Regions from separate parts of the Sus scrofa genome. Here all the other regions are linked to region 2. A link is a contact called in public HiChIP or PLAC-seq and promoter capture Hi-C data. All regions are on one chromosome and are shown on one strand. Each heading gives the region's core, a stretch centred on a gene start, on an enhancer-like site or on the middle of the called end of the contact. The rest is flanking DNA. Distances are from core to core; before and after follow the strand shown.

Region 1 (3,296 bases), core at 219-2,718, 400 kb after region 2:
AAAACAGGGTTTACAATAATACCTACCTCAGAAGATTGGCATAGGTGTTAAAAGAGATGATGCACATAAAGACCCTTGCATTTCTCAGTCTGGCACTTGGTAAGTAATGGACAGACCATGACTGTTGCTGGGAACGAAAATGTTAAGATGCTACTGCTCTGCAGCACACAACACTCCAGCTATTTCTACCCCTCAGTTCAAAGGGCTCTGTTCCCCTTTAGACAGGGAGTTCCCCCACCTCTGCTACTGGGATGCTTCCCTACCTGCGGGTATTTGACAATCATCTTTGCAGCTTTTGCCAAATTCTCCTACAAACTATATTCCTTTTTTTTTTTAACCTGAAGCACCTGAAGCATATGAAAATTCCAGGGATAGGGGGTCTAACTGGAGCTGCAAATGCAGGCTGATGCCACAGCCACAGCAACACCAGATCCAAGCCGCATCTGTGACTACATACCAAGCTTTCAGTAACGGGATCCTTAACCTACTGGGCCAGGCCAGGGATCCAAGCTGCATCCTCACCAAGACAAGGCTGAGTTCTTAACCTGCTGAGCCACACGGGAATTCCTTATCTATTTTTCTTACATCAACTTACTTTTTTTAACCTAAATTATTTCTCAGAGGAAATCACCTGTCACTAACATAAACGAAAAACCAGTAAATCAGTATCAATTGTCACAGTTAAGTGACCTATAAAAACAAATAACATGAAAACAAATAGTCATTAAATCTTAACTAGATACTGCTGCCTACTAAAAGCAAGGTTGCTAAGGAAATAAGCAAGGCTTTCACCTAGATAGTTATCAGCAAGAGAAAGAGAACTGAAAGAAAAACACCTTCCCCCTGACTGCGATTAAATCGGTTAATACACGGTAAGCGTTTACAATGCGGCCCACGCGTGGACTCCTCACTCTTAGCTTTGTAGATAATGAGTTCCAGCCCACGTCTGGTGCTCGGGAAAGTCTGTGACCGACGGAGGTCCGAGAACCCGGAGTGGAGAGATTTTCATCCTTCCCACCGAGTCTGAGGAAGGCCACGTACCGGACTGGTGAGGTGTCTTCACCCGGCGCCGGTAGCTCCACGCACGCCCGCCTCAAGGCCTTGATCTCGGCTTCCAAGGCGTCGGCCTCAGCGCGAAGGGAGTCCATGGTGAGGCACTGACAAGAAACTGCCTGGTGGAAGCGCGCCACCGCCCGCTCTTCAAGCCTCGCGCGCGGATGGCGCGAACCATCCCAGAGATCGGCTGGGGAGGCAGGGGAACGGCGCGCGATCCCCTCGCACATACCCAGCGCTCGTAAGCATCCGGGGACCGTTGCTGTCCCTGTGTACTAGTTAACGGCTGTCCCTCCGCAGTCCCTACCTACACTTCAAGAGGTTAATTCCCTCTAACCCGAAGGCCAAGGATGCTGCTGTCCACCCCCGACCCAGAGGCGGCTGGAAGCAACGAGGATGCCTACGTCACAGAAGAGGAGGTTCCGGGAGTGCTGGAACCGAGAGCCTCTGTATTTTTCTCCCCTGCCCCACTTCCGCCGACTTCATCCAGGAGAACACAAAGCGATGACCCTCTTTAGTGTGAATTAGGGAATTTTAGTTTGGGGTCTTTTGCAGAGGTTGACGCAGGGTGACAGGCATCGAGGTCGCTCAGAAGACTGCAGACGAAATAAAGAGCACTGGGGTACTGAGTTTTGTAATGGAACCTTAAGATGCTGGGTTGGAAATAGAGGAGGAAGGAAGAGAGATGGCACTTGTTGGGACACGTGACTAGAAGTCAGGGCCCTAAGCAGCGCTCGACGTAGAGGACGAAGTGGTGAGGAGTGGGTCGGGGCAAGCGATGTCACGGGACAAACTGGCCTACCTTCTCTCTGCTCGCCTTTTGTTCTCAGAGGAAGGAGGCTAGGGCGGGTAGGTTGGGGGCGGCGGAAGCTACCAGTAAATTGTAGATGGCTGCCGGCTCGTGCCCAGACCGGAGCCATGCTCTGGGCTCTTGGGCGCTGTTTTGGGGTCTTTGGGGAGGAGACTGTCAGTTTGGGAGGAGGAGCCGGCTGGGAGCTGAGGCTGCCGGGTCCTAAACTGAATTGGAGATCTCACGACGGGCCTCAAATCACAGAAGAGTTTCCGAGTCGCTTCTGATCCAACAACCTCCCTAGTATAGTGTTAAGAATTACAGGTTCTGAAATTACACTTGGATTATAATCCTGGCTTCACAGCTAATTCTCTGAATGGCATTCGGAAAGTGACTTCACTTACCCTGATAATCTGAAAACCAAATGCCTGCAAACTGCTTCATACAACGCTGGCACATAGTGCCTTAAAAAAAAAAAAAAAAAACAAAACTATGTTAGCGGTATCAATTGCTCTTTGTGTGCCTGAACAACACTGTAGATATTTCTATTGTGACATAGTATTGCAGTACTTTTGCCTGCCTCTCATAGCACTATGGGGTATTAACCTGCCCCATCCCATTCCTGGCAGCGTTTGTTAAAATGAATAAATGAATGTATGAATGAATAAAGGAAAAACACCTAACAATATGGACAAGTAAAAAGAAGGGTATAATATTGTGATCATTTAGAGGGAAAATAATTGCCTGTACTTGTGTCTATGTTGAGGTGCTGTTCCAAAATGCATTCATGGAGGGCTTCAACAGTCTCCAGGGATAAAATTTGAAAGCAGTAAAATAGGAAATGAAACACATGTCCAGGCAACTGGTTTGATATAGAAGGTTCAGGGAAAAGGGTTGGGGTTGGGGTTATTTTAATTTGTTTTGTTTTGTTTTAGATTTGAGAAGATATAAGGGAAAGAACTCTTCTCTGTAGACAGAAAATTATTTTTTCCACTGGAACACATTGAGTGTATGCCCAGCATTGATGAAAGCCAGCAAAGAAACAAAGCGCCTTTTTGTGGGTGGCCTTGGCCAGAACATTTCTGAAGGAGACCTACAAAATCAGTTCAACAGGTTTGGAGAAGTTTCTGATGTGGAGATTATCACTAGGAAAGATGACCAAGGTAAATTTATGGTTCTTTGTGAGTAATTAAAGGCATACGTAACTCAAATATCACAAAATAAAGGAACCCCCAGAGATGACTGTTCGCCCTGAACACTAAAAACGATAGGTAGTTCATTATATGATGCTATTGTAGGAACCCCCTACCCCACCAGTGTCCTGGAGATGTTCTCTATGCCCAGAGTTGATTCTGAAATCAAAAAAATTCTAAATTCTTAAACATCCAATTTCTGAAACATGTAGTTTTCAGTTTTCAGAACTAAAATTCTAATATTCAGTAAGTATCTTTTT
Region 2 (3,713 bases), core at 733-3,232:
CTGAATTTTTTTAAATTTCACAAGTAAAATTATGCCAGTTTTTCCTCATACAAATCAAACCACTGAAAGGAATCAGGGCTCCTTGGAGAAATGGTTGATTCCAGGTCTGGGACAGAGAGTACAAGACAATACTGGAACAACTTTGCTAGAAAGTCAGAAAATGCTCAAAAATCATGGCATGTTGAAAGGACACAGAGCCAGCTGGACGAGCTCCTACTGGCCACATGTGCCATATTTGAACATTTAAGTGAATAAGGAGAGTAATGGATTGTAACTCATTAGGTAAAATAAGAACCCACAAATCCATACCACTAATGAATGAAATATCTTTCGACGAAGTGGAATAAGTACAGAAGGAATGATGAAAACAGAAAAAAAAGTATAATGGTAATTCATTTAGGCAAGAAATATCAATGGAAACTGGTAGAAAGTTTGAGGAACTCATACAACTCAATATCGAAAAAACAAACCACCGATTAAAAAAATAGGCTGGAGACCTGAATAGAAGGTCTCCAAGGAAGATATATGGATGGCTAACAGGCCCATTTAAAGGTGTTCAACATTGCTAGTTATCAAAAAAATGCAAATCAAAACCACAATGAGATATCACCTCACACATCTAGAATGGCCATCATCAAAAGGCCACAAATAACAAGTTGGTGAGGACATGGAGAAGAGAACCCTTGTACACTGTTGGTAGGAATGTTAAGTTGGTGCAGCCACTGTGGAAAACAGTATGAAGGTTCCTCAAAAAACTAAAAATTGAACCATCATATGATCCATTAATTCCACTCCTGGATATATATCCAAGGAAAATACTAATTTGAAAAGATACATGCACCCCAATATTCATAGCAGCATTATTTACAATAGCCAAGTTACAGAAACCTAAATGTCCATTAACAGATAATAAAGATTATGTGGTGTATATATATAAAATGGAATTTTGCCATTTGCAACAACATGGATGAACCTAGTGTATCATACTAAATAAGTCAGACAAATAGTATATGTTATCACTTTTAATAGTAGATAAAGAGATAAAGAGAACAAACTAGTAGTTATCAGTGAGGAGAGGGAAAGGCGAGAGGGGCAAAATAAGAGTAAGGGATTAAGAGGTACAAATTATAAAATACTTAAGCTAAAAGGATATATTGTACAGCATAGGGAATATAATCAATATTTTATAATAACTATAAATGGAGCACAATCTTTAAAAATAGTGAATCATTGTGTTGTACACCTTACTCATGTATCATAAATCAAGAATACCTCAATAAAAATTTCAAGAGCTTGAGGAGTGACGGGATAGTTGCAAAATCTAAACTGCCTTCTCATAGGATAGTAATAACAAAGGAATACCCTTGCCTCCTGACAGGATTCTGCGAATTTAGCACCCTGATGCTCCTGCCAAAGTGCATAACCTAATCTAACCATGGGGATGCATCGGTGTGTACACTTATGGCTTGCATGCCTCAGAAAGATCAAGGTCAAAGAGACAAAGAGGGAGAAAGTCTCCCAGCCTGAGCGAGAGTAAGGACTTAACTAGAACCCATGCTACAAGGGTAGGGCAGGGACGCGACGCTGGCTGGCCACGCGTCTCTGATTCGAGGCCACTGCAGTGACCTGGATAATCCTAGGGCGCATGGAAATGCCTAATTCTTAGAAAACAAGCAGGAGGCGTTTCGTACTTATTTGAGGCGAAGGTGGGCTCTACTGCTAGCGGTTTGACCATATCTTCCACTAAATACGTCCTGGGCTAGGCTGGCCTCGCCTGTCTGAGCCACCGGATTACTGTCCTCACAGCCACCCCGCCCGCGGTGCCCCCGCCGCGCCGGGCGTTCCACTCACGGCGGTTAGCACCGTGCCCGGCTCCACCCACCCACCGCTCAGCGCAGTCCACGGCCACCCCGGCCACCCAGCGCACCGCCGACCCTAGCCTCGTAAGTACCGCTGGGGGCACCGGAAAAATATCAGTTTCCGGCCTTGCGACGGCAGCTGCGCAGGCCAATCGCGGGCGAGGGCTGGCGGTCGTAGGGTACGACGGGTCTTGTAGTCGGTGGGCGAGCGGGACTACGTACCCCACATTGCCCCGCGCGGCGGCTGCGGAGGCGACAGCATGGGACGGGGCGGCCCGGGACAGGGCGCAGGCCAATCACGGGCGGGAGAAGACTGCGCGTGAAGCACGTCGGGTCTTGTAGTTCCCGCGGGCGGGACTGTGGTCCCCACAGTGCCCCGCGCGACAGCGAGCTTACTGCGGCTGCGTGGTGGTGGCGGCGGCGGCGGCAGCGGCGGTGGCCCGGGCGCCGTCGGGCTGGGTGGCGGCGGCGGCGGTTCCAGGGGCGGCGGGCGGGAGCCGGGCTTGAGCCTCGGAGGGAGTGGCACGACCCCGGCCGTGGCCACCATGTCCGCGTCGTCCGAAGAGGAGGAGTACGCGCGGCTCGTGATGGAGGCGCAGCCGGAGTGGCTGCGCGCAGAGGTGAAGCGGCTGTCGCACGAGCTGGCCGAAACCACGCGTGAGAAGATCCAGGCGGCCGAGTACGGGCTGGCAGTGCTTGAGGAGAAGCATCAGCTAAAACTACAGTTTGAGGAGCTTGAGGTGGACTATGAGGCTATCCGCAGCGAGATGGAGCAGCTCAAGGAGGTAAGGAAGGGCGGCCGCCGCCACGCCCTCCGCGCCCCCACCCCGGCCAATCCCCACACCCGACCCGGACTCCTCACCCCCGGGTCAGACAGACGTCAGCGCCGACCCCAGAGCTGTCCTCCGACCCAGGCCAAACTGACCTCGACCCCGGGACAGGCGGACCCCCGAACCGACCTCATATCCCAGGCCTTTCAGGCCAGCACTGGGGCGCCCTGGGTCGGAGGCTGCGCTGCTGTGGGGGGCGGGCCCCAGATGTGGTGGGCAGTGCGCGCTGTAGAAATTCTGGTCTCTGTGGCAAGGGCTGCTGTGGGGCCGTGTGGCCAGCCTGTCTACAGGCTCCTGATGCCAGGTCTTGGGCACGGTGGGGTGGCGTCCTTTGCGGTATTTGGCTTTCTGGGTGGGGGCATGGGATGGACACAGGTGACCGCCTGGGGAAGGACAGGCACATTACTTCTTTCATCTGGACTCAGCCGCCTTCAGCGGTCTCACAGTCTTCCGTGAACGCTGTGAGGCCATACCAGGGCCAAGTCGGGGGCTTGCTTTGCATGTGGCCACTGCCTGGACTACCCCACTGTCCCTCCCCGTGCTCAGCTCTCTCTGACCTCCCCACTAGTTACTTCTCTGGGATACAGTGCTTCCTTTGTCCACTTCCTGTCCTGGCTGCCTTCTCAGGCCCTTCCTTGCAATTGGGTGACAGGTCTGTGGATGCTTGTCATTGATAGAGCCTTGTGTCTCCTGTGCGATATACACTTGGGAGATCTGCAAGGTGGATCCCAAGGTGGCCAGAGAATCTTGCAGCCAGAGAGCTAGGCAGCCTTCCCACAAAGTAATTCTCATGGGTGATTTAAACATCCTTTTCTCTCCCAGTCCTCCCTGACTCCCCAGCCTTGTTGTGGAGGTGGGGAGGAAGAAGTTGCTTTCTGAGTGAAACACCTAGGTTTGGACCGAAACCTTTTCCCTTCCTGGAGGTGTGGCTGTGAGCAGGGGCCTTAGTGTCTTGCTCTGTAGCATCCCACCCAGAAGGGGTTGGTCTGAGGGATATTTGAAAAGTCCGGGCAAGGTGTCAGGC
Region 3 (3,605 bases), core at 622-3,121, 430 kb after region 2:
TTTTTACAATAGACTTACAACGGGAACCTGCTGTATAGAATAAATTCTCTTATTCTGTGATAACCTATATGGGAAAAGATTCTGAAAAAGGAAACAAAAACACAAAAACCCTACCTTTAGCTCATATGTTATAAAGGAGCTTGTTTCGGAGTTCCCGTCGTGGCGCAGTGGTTAACGAATCCGACTAGGAACCATGAGGTTGCGGGTTCGGTCCCTGCCCTTGCTCAGTGGGTTAACGATTCGGCGTTGCCATGAGCTGTGGTGTAGGTCGCAGACGTGGCTCGGATCTCGCGTTGCTGTGGCTCTGGCGTAGCCCAGTGGCTACGGCTCTGATTCAACCCCTGGCCTGGGAACCTCCATATGCCACGGGAGTGGCCCAAGAAATAGCAACAACAACAACAACAAAAAAAAAAAAAAGACAAAAAAGACAAAAAGACATAAAGGAGCTTGTTTCAAAAATAGTAATGCTGTCCTCACCTTTTTTTTTTTTTTTCCCCCAGACATATCTGTCTGGAAACCCTCTGTCTTACTCTAACCTAGGCTGTCTGGATAGATAATAAAATGAACTGACCAAGGTGGCAACTTGAGGAATTTGAAAATTAAAACTCATTCCAAGTACTGCTAGTTAATAAGAGTTCCCCCTTTGGGCAAGGATGTGAAATCCCTTACTCTGACCCCTTTAGGGTGTTCCTAAACCCTAAATAAACTGGTTATATAAACCATAAGTGACTTGAATGAATGCTACACAGACTATCAAAATGTTCTTAGTGAAGCTTATCAACATGTTTTATACATATTCTCAGTCAGATGAGTTTTTTTCCCTGTCCCTCTATCTGATACACTACAGTTACATATATAATCACTCTTAACTTTGTCAAGAGCTAAAATTTAAAATTTCCTTCATAGTGTCTACTGCCAATGCCTGTTGTTTTCATGGCTCCGGAGTCCCTTTGGTTTTTGACCAGGAGATCCAGAATGTGCTGGGCAGACTCACAGCAGTGATAATAAATATATGTTAGCAGACAAATATGCAAATATGTTGTTTTCAATATAGGAGACCTTAAGATGCAGTAATTATAAAGTTTGTCAGACATTTCCTTCCTTTTTGTTACAGCTCTCCATGTGGCTGTTTAACGTAATTTCTGCAGTAAAATTCATTAGAACTCTGGAGGTGGCACTGAAGAACACAGAAGAGGCTTCCCTGAACACCACAGACCATCAGTGCTTCAGCTCCTCCCAGACTTTCTGCAGCTTCTACATTTCCCTAGGAAGTAGGAGTGTCCTTTTAGATAGGCAGGTCAGGAATTTTAGTGTGCAGCAGAATTATACAGGATGCCTGTTAAAATGCATATTTTTGTCACTCCAGGGTCTCAGCAGACCTAGTGCGTGCCCCAAGACTCTGCATTTTTGCAGATTCCACTACACTAAAAAATAGCCCTAATGCTAGGGCTGCTTTACTTAACGGTCACTTAGGAAAGCAGCCTGGAGACTGAACACTCACAGCCGCACAGTTACTGAGTCCACTGTCACTGGATTTGGTTTATGCCTGGTGAGATTGACTTATGTTCTGTATACAGTGAGGTGAAGACCGGCAACGGGAAACGCCCGTATAAAAACATCCAGTCACTATGCACAACATCGGCCTCCTCCCAGTGCCCCTCCCCAGTCAGTCCCCACCCCAGAGGCCACAAAACGGTCCTGTCTACCACCGTCGCCCTTGTTGCGTTGAAGCACCCAGCACGTCGCCGCCACTCACTGGCAGCTGTCCGGGGAGTCGCACTGCCGCTTTCCCAGAGCACACCGCAGTGCAGGTCGGGTGGGCGTGACCCGGGACCCAGGCGGCCAGTTGGCGCCCTGCTTGTTGATAGGTGTGAATCGGAGCTCTCTGATTGGCCGGTGCAGACCGCCCCGCTTCTCCTCGCCTCATGCTTTCAGAACATTGCATCACCTCAGGCCGTCTGGCCCCGGCGTAAGATTTTTGAGGTACTTCGGTCCGAAGGCCCCTCAGGTACGATAGGGGATCTTCAGGTCACCCCGTCCTGCCCGCAGGGACTCCCTAAGGTCACTCTGTCCTGCCTACGGGCCCCTCAGGTACGCCCCTTCCTGCCCAAGGAGACCACACAGAATTTTAAAAAAATATTTCTTCTGGTCTGTGCGTTAGTTTCGTGCAAATCTGTTTCCAAGGGAAAGATGGGGGGTGGCGGCCCGGTCTAAGTGGAGCGAAAGAACTCGGGCTCCGGCAGCAATCCTGGTTTGGCTCGCGGGCGGAGGGTTACATCTCTTGGAAGGGCCTCATATTCAGCCTCGGGTTCTGGTAGTGCTTAAACCGTGGTGTGGTTCTGGGAATTTGGTGTTACCGAGCTTGCTGGAGAGCTTCAGAAGGTGGACGAGATTACTTGGACGGCTAGGTGTTCTTAAGAAAAAATTCTTAGGCTTCCTTGAAGGAGCCTTTATTGCTGGGTGTCTGAGGCTAGAGGGAAGTGAGCACAGCATCCCCGGTCCTCGGCCCTTACACAGTATAATAATACAGTATTCTAAGTGCACAGAGGAAGAAGACAGTTCTAAAGTGGAATCTGGGGGGTGGGAGAAAGAGAACGCTTCTCAGACACTGCAGTGGGTTTGGGGCCTTGAAGATGATTAAGAACTGTGGGAGAAACTCCAGGAGACCATAATGTAAACTATAACAGGATTTTAGGTTTGCGTGATTCAGGAGATGGGAAATTGGTGTAGTAACTGCACCTTAGGGTCTGTGTGAGGAACTAGTGGGAGATGATGCTTAGCTTCCAGCTTTATGAATTTATGATTTTCTTCCTGAATGAAGCGTTTGAAAAGAATACAGAAGAGGTTTTTATTAGATGGGACAGTATTACTTGGAGCATTCATTCAGGTTTTTCAGAGAGCTCAGGAAGCATGAAACCAGAGACAAAGCAGTTGATTTAGGGATCTCTTGTAATATGTTGAACTTTTAAAAAACAAATTTAAAAAGTAAATATCAGTAAGATGGTGGACAATATATTCTCTTCCCAAGTGATTAAAGAGTGAATTAAAGGGAAGAAAAGGCAGCTAAATGTAGATTTGGAGTTTCTACTGTGGCACAACGGTTTCCGTGGCACCTCTGCAGCTCCTGGACGCAGGTTCAATCCCCAGCCCAGCACGGTGGGTTAAAGGATCCAGTGTTGCCCATCCTCAACTGCGGCTTGGATCTTATCCTTGAGCGGGGAACTCCATATGCCGCAGGGCGGCTAAGAAAGAAAAAAAAATTTTTTTGGAAAGATGATATAGTGACTGGGCAGGACAACAGAGTAGAACTGTAGATTTTGAGGACAAAGAAATAATAATGGTAGTCTACATAGGTGACGTGTGAGTCGTGATAGCCATTAACATTAAAGTAGCATTGTGAATATTCACAGCCTTTATTTTGCAGATGATAGAATTGAGGTTTAAAGGTTGAGTAGCTTTTCCTATAGCTCACACACTAAGTTGTGGCACCAAAACTGTCTAATTCCAAAGCCAACCCTCTTATCCATTACTGTTGCCAAGAGGAACCCATGGAGTTGGATAGATTAGAAAGGCAGGTGGGAGGGGTCTCACAGGTGGAAACTAAG

Evidence for each region. Promoter capture Hi-C pulls out the DNA fragments that hold promoters and counts their contacts. HiChIP or PLAC-seq counts read pairs in DNA pulled down with a chosen protein or histone mark.
Region 1: an H3K27ac HiChIP or PLAC-seq map of alveolar macrophages shows a contact between it and region 2. The contact joins the promoter of NOL8 here to the promoter of FGD3 in region 2. A contact is called at or near these places in 2 of 5 promoter capture datasets (fetal liver and liver) and 1 of 2 datasets of contacts at active chromatin or transcription factors (alveolar macrophages).
Region 3: a contact with region 2 is called in a promoter capture Hi-C map of fetal liver, with 2.9 times the contacts expected there. The contact joins the promoter of IARS here to the promoter of FGD3 in region 2. A contact is called at or near these places in 2 of 5 promoter capture datasets (fetal liver and liver) and 1 of 2 datasets of contacts at active chromatin or transcription factors (alveolar macrophages).

Annotation. Positions count from the first base shown.
Region 1 is chr3:42,051,221-42,054,516 of Sscrofa11.1, reverse strand. NOL8 (nucleolar protein 8) reads left to right here and starts at 1,468. Exons shown (of 17, transcript XM_013995776.2): 1 at 1,468-1,807; 2 at 2,779-3,006. The coding sequence starts at 2,868. It overlaps CENPP (centromere protein P), which reads right to left and starts at 1,151. Exons shown (of 8, transcript NM_001315813.1): 1 at 1,042-1,151. The coding sequence starts at 1,148.
Region 2 is chr3:42,455,341-42,459,053 of Sscrofa11.1, reverse strand. FGD3 (FYVE, RhoGEF and PH domain-containing protein 3) reads right to left here and starts at 1,982. Exons shown (of 21, transcript XM_021088137.1): 1 at 1-1,982. BICD2 (protein bicaudal D homolog 2) reads left to right here and starts at 2,233. Exons shown (of 7, transcript XM_021088132.1): 1 at 2,233-2,644. The coding sequence starts at 2,405.
Region 3 is chr3:42,020,876-42,024,480 of Sscrofa11.1, reverse strand. It overlaps IARS (isoleucine--tRNA ligase, cytoplasmic), which reads left to right and starts at 1,871. Exons shown (of 33, transcript XM_021086986.1): 1 at 1,871-2,008.